2 separate regions of the Sus scrofa genome follow, and region 2 is linked to region 1. The links are chromatin contacts, called in public HiChIP or PLAC-seq maps. All regions are on one chromosome and are shown on one strand. Each heading gives the region's core, a stretch centred on a gene start, on an enhancer-like site or on the middle of the called end of the contact. The rest is flanking DNA. Distances are from core to core; before and after follow the strand shown.

Region 1 (5,823 bases), core at 1,333-3,832:
CTTTTTACCTTTTTAACATGGCTACCAGAAAATTTTAAATTACGAATGTGGTTTGTATTATATTTCCATTGGACAGCACTGCTCTAAAGAAACTCACCCATCTGTATAACAAGAGATATTTTATAAGAACATTTTTAGCCATATTATTTATGCCAGCCCCAAACTGTAAACAACTCAAATGTCCAACAGTAGAATGGATTAATTGTAGAATATTACACATTGAAAACCATGTGCAAAAGCACGAATGAATTTCACAAATATAACAATGAAAAAGGGGTGAATCAGAAAAAAATATACACAATTTGGATCCCATTTATATAAATGGAAAGACCCAACAATCCATTTTCTAGGAATGCATCATAGAAGGAAAAATTTAAGTGAAACAAGTAAATGATTATCACAAATTAGGATAGTGGTTATCTCTTGGAGGAGGAGATGGAATCAGAAACTCATACAGGGAGCTCCTAAGGCAGTATTTTTTCAATGTATTGTAATTACCATTCAGGGGCTTTTTGAGACACTTCTTTTCCCTACCACGTTCTCACCCTACCCCACCCTCCATGAAATTTTAATACCACAGTTTATGTACTATGGCTCTTTGAAGGATTTCAAACCATTGTATCATCCAAGGGATTTTTTTCTTTTTTTTGCTCTCTCACCCCATCTCCACAAGAAACAACTTTTACCTCCTTGAAGGCCAATCACCTCTGTTGAGAATACATGTTTAAGTTTTTGCCAATGCTTTATTTTCTAACCTGAGGGGTAGTGACCAAGTGTTTGTTTAATTATAATTCTTAAAAATGTACTCATGTTTTATACACCCTTCTGTTATGCATACTTCACAATAAAAACTAAAATTAGATAAAGTGACTTAAATTGTGCCAAGGACTTAAGAAGAGGCGATTATTTCAGTTTCAGAGCTGTTCAAATAAGAATAGCAAGGAAATTAGTTCAACAGGAAAAGAACATGTAATCACGATTTTTTTTCACCTCATTCTATCTAAAAGTTTGGTGGAGATCAACTTTCACTAAATAAGGCTGGCATACTTTGCCTAGAAAGGAAACAAAAAGAGTAATTCCACTTACACTATAAGTATTTTCGCAGTTTGCTAAAGACTTTGAAGTATATATCCTAACTTCCCCTCACTTTAAAAACTGCGAATACGGGGAGTTCCCGTAGTGGCGCAGTGGTTAACGAATCCGACTAGGAACCATGAGGTTGCGGGTTCGGTCCCTGCCCTTGCTCAGTGGGTTAACGATCTGGCGTTGCCGTGAGCTGTGGTGTAGGTTGCAGATGCGGCTCGGATCCTGCGTTGCTGTGGCTCTGGCGTAGGCCGGAGGCTACAGCTCCGATTCGACCCCTAGCCTGGGAACCTCCATATGCCGCGGGAGCGGCCCTAGAAATGGCAAAAAGACAGAAAAAGCAAACAAATAAACAAAAAAAACCAAAACTGCGAATACGGTAGTAACATTAGAACACAAAAGACAAATTATCTATTTTCACATGTGATGTCTCTTCCAGCCCCTTTATCTGCATATATGCAATTTAAAAATAGTAATCACTGTAGTTCCCGTCTTGGCTCAGTGGAAACAATCCGACTAGGAACCATGAGGTCGCAGGCTCAATCCCTGGCCTCGCTCAGCAGGGTTAAGGATCTCGTGTTGCCATGAGCTGTGGTGTACGTCGCAGACGAGGCTCGGATCTGGCATTGCGGTGGCTCTGGCCTAGGCTGGCAGCAACAGCTCCGATTAGACCCCTAGCCTGGGAACCTCCATATGCCACGGGTGCGGCCCTCAAAAGACTAAATAAATAAATAAATAAAAACAGTAATCACTGCAAAAATTGATGTGGTTTTGTACCCTTTTTTTTCACTTTAACATTATGTCATAAACATTCATACCAGAAAAATCTTAAATCAAACCTATACTATGCATGACGGTAAGGCAGGTATTACAGTTATTCCTATTTTACAAATATTCAATTTGAGAGCTGGTAAACCAAAAAACATGGGGCAAGGGGGTGCTGCAAGTGGCAGAAGTGGAAAAATAGCATCTGTACCTAGCAACCACAAGGATTCTCACTACATCCTTCTACAATCACCTCTCACAACTCAAAGACTTCATAGTTCTCCGCTGCTAGTTCTTCGATCTCCTTCAATTTTGAGTTACATATTCTCATCATCTTTCCTCATTTAGTCTCTCCTTTTTGACAGTTCCCAGGATAGAGTCTCATTCTTATTCTCGATCAACAGATCTCCCACCAAATCCCCAATTTACCTGACAGCAATCTGACCTCTCAGGACACTCAACATTCAACCCTCCAGCCGGAGGCAACCGGAAACGGAAGTTGTCACCTTGAGTACCTCACGGCAGGAAAGCAGAGGAGAATTTTAATACCCTGGTCCTGGGGGCACAGATTCCTGGTCCAGGTGGAGATGACATGAAGATGGCTGGAAGTGGGAAATTTCCCCGCATATCTGTGCATCTGGAGTCTGACTGATGTAAGAGAAACAGTGAAGGACCCAAGGGCGGGGAAGAGCAACGAGTCTTTGTTGGGAGACCGGAATCTTTAGACGCTGCACAAAGGGAGGGCCGCGGCCATTTTTCTCCAATCAACGGAGCTGTTGTTGGAGCGTGGACCCACCCAATGGGAGGGCCGGTTGTTGCGCTGCAGTTGGCAGGCTGCTGCGGGAGGCGGTGGCGGTAAGAAGCCGGAGGCAGCGGGGTGACAGGTAGGCGGCGGCGCTGTCTTTAGGGGACACGGAGTACCAGAAAAGAGGGATTTTCTTTTTCTCTGGCTGCAGGGAGTATAGAGAGGATCTAACGTGGGTGGTTCGGAAAGGGCGGTAGCTGGAGTGTTTGTGGTTCCGGAACCTTTCAGAGACCAGGTAGCAGCTTGGGAGGGTCGTGAGGAAGAGAAAGCAGCCGAGGCGGGTGGAGGCTGAGCCCAGTGGCGACGTGGGGGCCTCGGGCGTGGGGGGCTGCGGAGGCGCCGGCGGAGACCGGAAAGAGGCGGGAGCAAGACGGTTTAATGAGGGCTGGAGGACTCCTTGCATGAAGCTCCAAGAGAGAAGAGGACGCGGCATTGCAGGCACCTGAGAGAAATCCTAGGGCTTGCTTCGTAGGGCCATTTCTCCGGGTGGGGACGGAGGGAGCGGAGAAGAAATATTTACTGGCGGTCAGATCCTTGAAACTCTTCATAGCTGTGCATTATGTAATCCATGGCTGTTATTTACCCAAACAAGTAGGTTGCCCTCCTGGAAGAAGAGATCTTGCAACCTATTGATATGTCAGAATAGTTTTTTTCACTGCTTTGACTGTTTTCTACCCTGGCAGGCTCTGTGGGCGAGGAAGCATGAAGGATAGAGTAGTCACGAAGAGCTCATCCCAAATATGGACTTGGGCTGAGAGATAATGTTTGTTTGAGATGAGCGTGGCCAGGTTCACGTTTTATAGTTCGTGAATTTGTTTTGAGGGTCAAGGCTAATTTAAAAAAAATTTTTTTTTAATCTTCAGGAAAGTGGAGAGCCTCAAGAACTTATATATACTACGAGGTAAGTGCAAGTTGGAAAATGACTAGATAATTAGTTGGTAGATTTTTTTTTTTTTACCCCCTAAATATTATGAAAGTTAGAGACTGTGAAAATAAGGTGGTGGTCTGAATTCGTTTGGTTTTTTGTTTCTGTTTTTTTTTTTTTTTTTTTTTTTTTTTTTTTTTTTTTGCCGGGGGAATCACCTTTTTAAGTAATTTGCTCTGTAAGTTGAGAAGCTATTTATGAATTATTTATTTCTTGGGTTTAAAAAGTATGTTCTTTGTATCTCTCCAGTAGAGGTAAAATGCATTTATAGACATAATTACTTGTACATCATCGTGGGTTTTTTTTTTTTAGTTTTTTTAATTCATTTTTTGCACAATGAAATGTAGAATTAAAATAGGAATTCCATTCAGTGTGTATTATGAAATGACAGACTATGAAAAACTTGATTTTATAGCTCACTGTTTTAAAGGAAGCATTATAAATGTCTAAAATGTAAGCTGATTGAAAAGTTGCTTTTAGCTTGGAAGATAAAGACTAATGTAGTATTAGCAAGTGTATCATTTTCCTGAGCTTACTTTAATACTGCATGTCAGAAAAACTTTCTAAGATGTGATTTTTTTCTCTTACTAATAAATTATATTAATATAACCCAGAAACTAAATCTAAAAATGCCTTTATGAATGTCATTTAATAAAGAGGTGTATCATTAGAGTTTGTTTTTAAATGTTTAGAGTGCTGAGATATTTATCAGTGTTTCGGATAATAATTTTGACGCTTGGTGTTTCATTCTTTGTCTTTTTATCTTTTGGCAAGAACAATACTCTCAGTCACAGAACAGTTCTGTTTCCATTTTAGGTATAGGTCTTTAGTGTGAGTATATGTGAATAAATCTCTGCTTTTATGCTGGGTGGTATGTGTGTCTCTATGTGTGTATGTGTTTCTTCTGATTATGTAACCAGCCTACTAGAGCTGTCTTAGAGAACTAATGGTTGATTTTGAATGGCCAGTAGGTGTCATTGTGGAATGTAATAAAGTTGAACATTGAGTAGGAAATTACTAAGTGGTTTAAGGAACACTAGTCCAAATTAGAACATAATAATGATTGGCTGATTATTTATACATCATTAGAAATCCTCTTTTCTGGTGCATTCCAGTATTGGAGTTGATTATAAGGAATTTGAAACAAAGGCTGTAAAGAAGTATAGTTGTTTGCTCTAAAATGGACCTTGAAAGTTTTTAAATCTAACTCTTAAGCTATCTTGACATGCAGTATGGATTTAGGATTGTTTGATTGTTTTTTTTATATAGTTTTGGCATCTTATTGTAGTTTATTAGGTTCTAGAATGATTAAAATTTTCAGCTTGACTGAATTTTATAATAGAAAAACCAATGCTACATAATGAAATTCTAAAATGATAAGATGGGGGCAAAAAGTCTTCAAACAAGTTATCAGCTGCACCAAATAGTACTTTATTATTGTTCTTTTAACGTAAGAATAAAAGAGTTTTTTTCTTTTTCTGTGGCTTATTTTTGTTGTCCAAAATAGCTTTTTACATTTTTATCTGACTAGTAGACTGTGTGCTTTTCTCAGGATGATGAACTGAACATTCATCATTGTCTAAAATGTAATATAATGGATTCTGGAGGGAGCTGGCACAGAAAGCTCTAAAGGTAGCTTATAGCTGCTGTTAGTACATCCCTTGACCTGCAGAGCTTTCTGCTGTGCTCTTGTCACTTTGTAGCTCAGTTTCTTTTGCCTGCTATTGATAGCAATGTTAAAAAATAGAATTGGACCTGATTCAGGAATTCTCCATGAAAGTGGAGAATTACATATATATCAGAATAATCTGAGTATTTTTTAAAAGGCACACATACATATCCAGTATATCATCTCCATTTCTCTGCAGAATAGGGGGAATATGAAAAGAGGTAGATATATTTTGAAGGACAAAAAAAATCCCCTAGATAATATGGTCCACCATGGCCTGCCACTTGAAAATCATTGATCTAACTCAAGGCTCTTATACTGTAATGTGAACTAGAATAGTAGTTTTAGCTTGAGAAAAAGGGCTTCTAAATCTATCAATATTTTTATAGCTCAATAAAATTTCATCATTTAATGTCATAGCTGGGATGGATTTTCTAGCCAGGAGCTAAAGTTGCCAGAAATAAAAATTGTGCTGAATGTTTTGGTTGGGATTGGTTTTTACTTGGCACTTAGCTGAATTACATAAACCAAACTAAATTTCTTTCATGATTCAGACCTTTGCTTTGCACAGATATT
Region 2 (5,895 bases), core at 465-2,964, 310 kb before region 1:
CACCATAGAGTAGCAGCCAATTTTATTGCTAGGGAAGGATGTCAATTTACTCAGGATATTCAGTATAAACCAAAGACAGAAAACAGGACGAAGAAAAATCTGAGAGTGCTTGATTATTTTGTCACCTGCCATTCACTATCATCAATGTAAGACGCTGGTGTCTGCTGTGTTACAAGAGGGGGAATGCAACACCTGCCCTGCCCACTTTCCAAGGTGACTGAGATCAAATTGAATATTTCATCTGAAAGGGCTCAGAACTAGCAAATATTGTGTCAATATAAGAGCTGAAGAAGATGTTTTGAAAGGTACACTCAGATATTATTGGTGGCAGTACCAAACAATAGGGCTCATTTGGAAAGCAGGTTGGCAATGTTTTAATAATGATAAAAATGTTGGGACATATATAAACTAATATATATACAAAAATCAATCAGTAACAAGGCCTACTATATAGCACTGGGAATTCTATTCAATGCTCTGTGATGGCCTATACGAGAAAAGAATCTGAAAAAGAATCGATATATGTATAGCTGATTTACTTTCCCGTACAGCTGAAGCTAACACAACATTGCAAGTCTACTCCAATTAATTTTTAAATATTCATACCTTTTGACCTAATAAAATTCTCACTTCCATTAACTTATTCTAAGGAAACATCCGAGTAAATGAAAAAACCACACACCTGAAAGTCACTGTGCTATTGACTAAAAAAGCCAAGTATTCACTTCACAAATGTTTAATGAATGCCTGTCATGGGTCAGGCACTGTGCTAGGCACTTGGGACACTCATTAGTGACCACCGCAGACAAGGCCCTGACCACTTGTAGGGGACATTCCCACAAGCAGTAAGATTAGAGATATCATGATTAACTGAATTTCCTGGTTCTCAGGATTTTGTTTCCTGCTTTTCCCACGTAATATAAGTAAGTTCTTAAACAACAAAAATTTTGTAAACTCCATTACACTTTTTTTTTCCCAGAAAAACTCATAAGAAACACAATCTGTGAGAACTGTGCATGGGTTAATCCCAGAGATTTTGCTTTAGATGTGACAGACTATTAAGAGATAATATTATAAGACATTTTGAGGTCAAGGCAGCAGCTGCCCCTGCTAAGGGCAGCGGGGGGAGGGAAGGATAGCTTTGCTGTCATAATTTTCTCCTGCATGCGCTTTCACTAGGTATAAATATAAATTCTTTAAAAAAAATCATGGTGAGACTTGTATTTCTAAATATATTCACAGGTACATCAGTGTGGTCTCTTGCACTTGTATCTAAAAAGCTAATTAGGATAAAGCCTTATAAATAATTTAAATCTGTTCTATATTAATGGTTCCTCCTAAGGCTTTAATCTGAAAGGTTAAATTAACACTTGCTGAGAAAATCAGGAGCGCATCTAAATTACACAACTGGGGAGGGGGGAGAGAATTAGTTAATGTAAACATCCAAAAGAGACCACTGTTACTGGGAATGCAAAAAACCTGATTTAACTGCGCAGAGCTCTAAGATTACTGTAAGTTTCAAAGGGATCCTGGGAACCCATAAAGTCTTAAAAATTAGAGCGACGCACAACTCAGTAGAATTTTCCAAACTTAGCATCGTGACTCACACTTTCAAAAAATATTTACGAAGTGCCTACTGTGTGCCAGGCTCTAGGCTAGGTAGGCGCTGTCACAAATTCTGATCAAGTTCTAAGGGAAAAGGTGCCTGACACAACAAACCCACGAGGAAACAACACAACGCTGAACTTAAATACCGAGGACCAAACGCAGCTTGAGCATTTAATGATGTAAAAGCTTCCTTCCGAGTCCTGTTTTGGGGCACTTTGTTAGCGAACTCACAGAAGGTGTCACACGGAGCGGGGGCCGGAGGGCGTCCTCGGTTTGGAAACTTCTCGAGCGGGGAAGCACGGCCAAAGGTGAGAGCAAGGGTAAGGGTGGGGGTGGCGGGGCCGGGGGAGAGCGCGGCGGGCGGATGGGCCCCCAAACACCTGGCACCGCCAACCCCAGCAGGCGCCGCCTACGCCGCACGCAGGTGCCTCCGCCGCCGCGAGGCCCAGGACTCCCGGGCAGAGCCGGAGCTGCGCGGGGCGCACGGGCCGGTCGCCACGCAGAGCCGGGCTCCCTCCACAGCCCCGCTGGCCGCCCGGGCTCGGGCTTGAGGCAGGGTGGCGAGTTCTAGTCCCGGGCTTCCCGAGGTTAGCGCGAACGCAACCGCGCTCCCTCACGTCCCAACTGTCCCTCCCTTACCCTCCCCGGCCCGGCGTCCCCTCATTACCTAGGCGGCGACCAAAGCCAGCAGCTCTCCTCAGGCAGCCAAAGGTGCAGGGCCCGGGTGCCCGGCCCGCCCAGGGGCAAGGCGAGAGCGCAAGGCCCGCTCCCAGCGCGGGCCGCGAAGCTCAAGAGGGCGGCGCGACCCGGACTGGGACTGTGGGCCTGGAACTCGGCCCCAGCCCGGGGCACCCCGCCGGGACGGGATTCGCCCCACCCCGGCTGCAGGGTCGCGGCCCCGCCTCCCGCCTCGGGGCCGCCGGTTAGGGGGCGTGGCCTTTCGTGCTAGGGGCGTGGCCTAGAGGAAACTGCAATTCCCAGCAGGTAGTGCGCTAGCGCCTTAGAGGCTGCTGGGAGAGTGGGTCTCGTCCTCTCTTCCCCAATTGTGCGGGGCGGGGGACTGTAATTGAGCCGGCGTCGCTGCAAAACCGAAGTCGCCGAGTGATGATGTTGTGAAGTCGCCCACCAGTCCCTGCCACGCCCGGGCGGTTACAGGCAGCGGCGGCCGCTTTGGCTGCTGCTCCTAGGCTGCCGCCGCTTTTAGAATCTTCTCCTTGAAGGAGCGCGGGCGCAGGACCGAGGACCCCGGGCTATTCCTGTAAGTAACCTTCCCGCGCACGACCCGAACTTGCTCTTGCCATCTTCTCTTGAAGGCAGAGGAGCCTCCTCGCCCCGCGCTCCTCCTGGTCCTCGGAGGTCGCGCGCGGACACTGGAGCCGGAGCTGGGTACTGGAGGGCTGGGTGCTCGCCGGGTCCCCGCCCCGCTCTGGGAAGCGGGTGGTTTTCTAAGGATAAGGGCGAAGTGGTGGGCATTGGACTCTGGTCCCCGGGTTCACCCCAGATGCGCCTCTGAGGAGGATTAGCAGTATCCCATCCTCTGCCGGACAGTACTCACCTAGTGCCCCATCCCCGAGCGATGAGCGGCTTTAGTGTCTGGACGTTAAACCTTAAGCCTCAGTCGCCATCTGTGATGGGAGAGAGATGAGACGATAGTGGAAAAGAGCTCTATGTTGAGTTGGGCTTTTCTTGCAATTGATTTTGAGCCAGACGTCTTTTAAAAGAAAGACAGTTGCCTTTAGTTTCAACCGTAAATAATGAATATTGGCAGATATCCTTTTAGTATCAGCATAAAGATAATCTCCCAAACACTTGAAAGACTTCTGGGTCATTTTAATAGTGGTGAACTCGGTTACTTGCCCACGAGCCTTTTATTTAAACCTGCAGTTTCTGCCCCAGAAACAAACTTTTCACTGGAAATTCATCAAGCTAGAATGGACCATAGAAATAAAATGAAAAGGACTCTTCCAGGTTTTTGTTTTTAATTTATTTCAGTCATTTTTCCCCTCAACTTCAAATCTTTGCTGTAGAATTGGAAGTCTGAGCTAGAGTGATCTCCAAATAGCATGTTGACGGTGGTGACATGACACTACAGAAGAAATTGTGAAGGACATTTGGTGGTAAGAAAGGGCAAGCATGAAGACACTTTATCATCTCAGCAGTTATTCCAGCTTTCTGTTTTTAAAATTCAGTAACATTCAGCAAGTCTCAGACATTCATCAAACACTGAAAGACAGTTGTTATATTTACATATCTTTATTCATAGGATGACAGGAGTCAGACAAACATTTGAGTACTTCCAATCAGCCAGGCATCTCAGTTATGAGCTCTACATACGTTGGATCTCTTAATCACTAAAATAATTCTGTTGCATAATCTGAGGTTCAAAAACTTTGCTTATGTAACAAGTAGAGATTCATACCTAGATCTATCTGCCTTACTTCAAAGTGTGGGTCAGGTAACTTGTACCTACTTCAGAATTACTGACCTTAAAAAAAAAAAAAAAATTACTGACCTTAAAGGTTGGAAAAGCATTTTCCAGCATTATTTCCTAATACCGGTTCCTACTGCATACCTTGGACATCTAGAATAAATCCTGAAGCCCTGCTTTAGTGCTTTTGAACCAGTTGTTCTATCTACTTGCAATTCTCATCCTCCACAGAGTTAAAGACCATTACAGGGAGTTCCCGTCGTGGCGCAGTGGTTAACGAATCCGACTAGGAACCATGAGGTTGCGGGTTCGGTCCCTGCCCTTGCTCAGTGGGTTAACGATCCGGCGTTGCCGTGAGCTGTGGTGTAGGTTGCAGACGCGGCTCGGATCCCGCGTTGCTGTGGCTCTGGCGTAGGCCGGTGGCTACAGCTCCGATTCGACCCCTAGCCTGGGAACCTCCATATGCCGCGGGAGCGGCCCAAGAAATAGCAACAACAACAACAACAACAAAAGACAAAAGACAAAAAAAAAAAAAAAAAAAAAAAAAAAAAAAAAAAAAAAAAAAAAAAAAAAAAAGACCATTACAAATGCACCTCTTTACTTATGTAAGCCTTGGTAGGATTGGCCTTTCATCTCAAAAGTCTTTCCAGTTCAAAGGCTTAGTGGTTCTGTAATTGAAAATATGAGCCAAGGAGTGTTATCCTCTTCTGCAAATGGTTAACATCTGTAGTCACAAAGAGTAGAAAAAATTGTTTCTTAAGATTTTTACTTCAATACACAAAATACGGTAAACACCAATATAAGGAATGAGATGATAATGTTATTTCATGTTTATTTTCAGCTTTGTTTATATCATCCATACCAATTTTTGAACCTCTGGTTACTATCCTGTTTAGTTAATAAGAAATCTGAACACTAAGGTAATATTCACATTTAAAATAACTTAATAGTTGAAAGAGCTAAATTATTCATGATTTCCAGTCATATTTGATCTGCAGTAATCGTATAATAGGAAACATTTGTATAGATCTTACTATGTGTTAGATACTTCTCTAAATGTTTCACCTATATTAGCTTATTGTCACAGTAGCAGTATGAGGTGTTTTTATAGATAACTAAAGCAAAGGGTAAGTTAACGTACCCAAGGTCATGCTGATACTAAGTGATGGAACTGGGTGTCAAATCCAGGCAGTCCCAGAGTCTTTACTATAACATTTATTGAGCACCTACTGTGTACCAGCCCTACAACAGAATGCTTTTATTATAATTTGCCATTTATCTTTATAATTACCTTATGTAGAATGGAAGGTTGGCATTTAGTGACTTGTCCAAAGTCACGAGATAAGTCAGTGGTAGAGCCAGGATTTGAACTCACACTTGCCTTTCTTCAAAGTCCATGTTCCTTCTTCTACAATAAATAATCAAATCTTTAGTAAGTACCTTCAGTGGGACAGACACCATGCTAAGTGGTAGAATTTACACTTCTCATAATTCTCCAGAATTAAGAGAAAATAAATTTCTGTTGTTTAAGCTGCCCAGTCTGGTAGTTTGTTATGGCAACCCGTGCAAACTAATGGAGAGATGTTTTACCGAAGAGATGACTTACAAAAAGCCTTTGATGTGTAGCCAAGTGCTTAGGTTTCATGGTAAGGAGTGTTGAGAAATGAAGCTGGAGACTAGGCTGGAGTCATATTTGGATGAGTTTGTATGAGACACTAAGGATTTTAAACTTTTTCCTAAGGGGTATGGAATGGAGGGAGTTTGTAGCAATAGGAATACATTAAGTCTGTATTTTAGAAAGATACTCTGTGAGCCATGGAGGATGGATTAAAGGGGGTAAGACTGGAGGCAATAAGATC

The links. HiChIP or PLAC-seq counts read pairs in DNA pulled down with a chosen protein or histone mark.
Region 2: a contact with region 1 is called in an H3K27ac HiChIP or PLAC-seq map of skeletal muscle. The contact joins the promoter of TRAK2 here to the promoter of FAM126B in region 1. A contact is called at or near these places in 1 of 5 promoter capture datasets (liver) and 1 of 2 datasets of contacts at active chromatin or transcription factors (skeletal muscle).

What each region holds. Positions count from the first base shown.
Region 1 is chr15:104,744,447-104,750,269 of Sscrofa11.1, reverse strand. It overlaps FAM126B (a long non-coding RNA gene), which reads left to right and starts at 2,582. Exons shown (of 12, transcript XR_002339352.1): 1 at 2,582-2,732; 2 at 3,517-3,554. It overlaps NDUFB3 (NADH dehydrogenase [ubiquinone] 1 beta subcomplex subunit 3), which reads right to left and starts at 2,435. Exons shown (of 4, transcript XM_021075852.1): 1 at 2,278-2,435.
Region 2 is chr15:105,051,873-105,057,767 of Sscrofa11.1, reverse strand. TRAK2 (trafficking kinesin-binding protein 2) reads left to right here and starts at 1,714. Exons shown (of 16, transcript XM_021075699.1): 1 at 1,714-1,916. STRADB (STE20-related kinase adapter protein beta) reads right to left here and starts at 2,550. Exons shown (of 12, transcript XM_003133587.5): 1 at 2,276-2,550.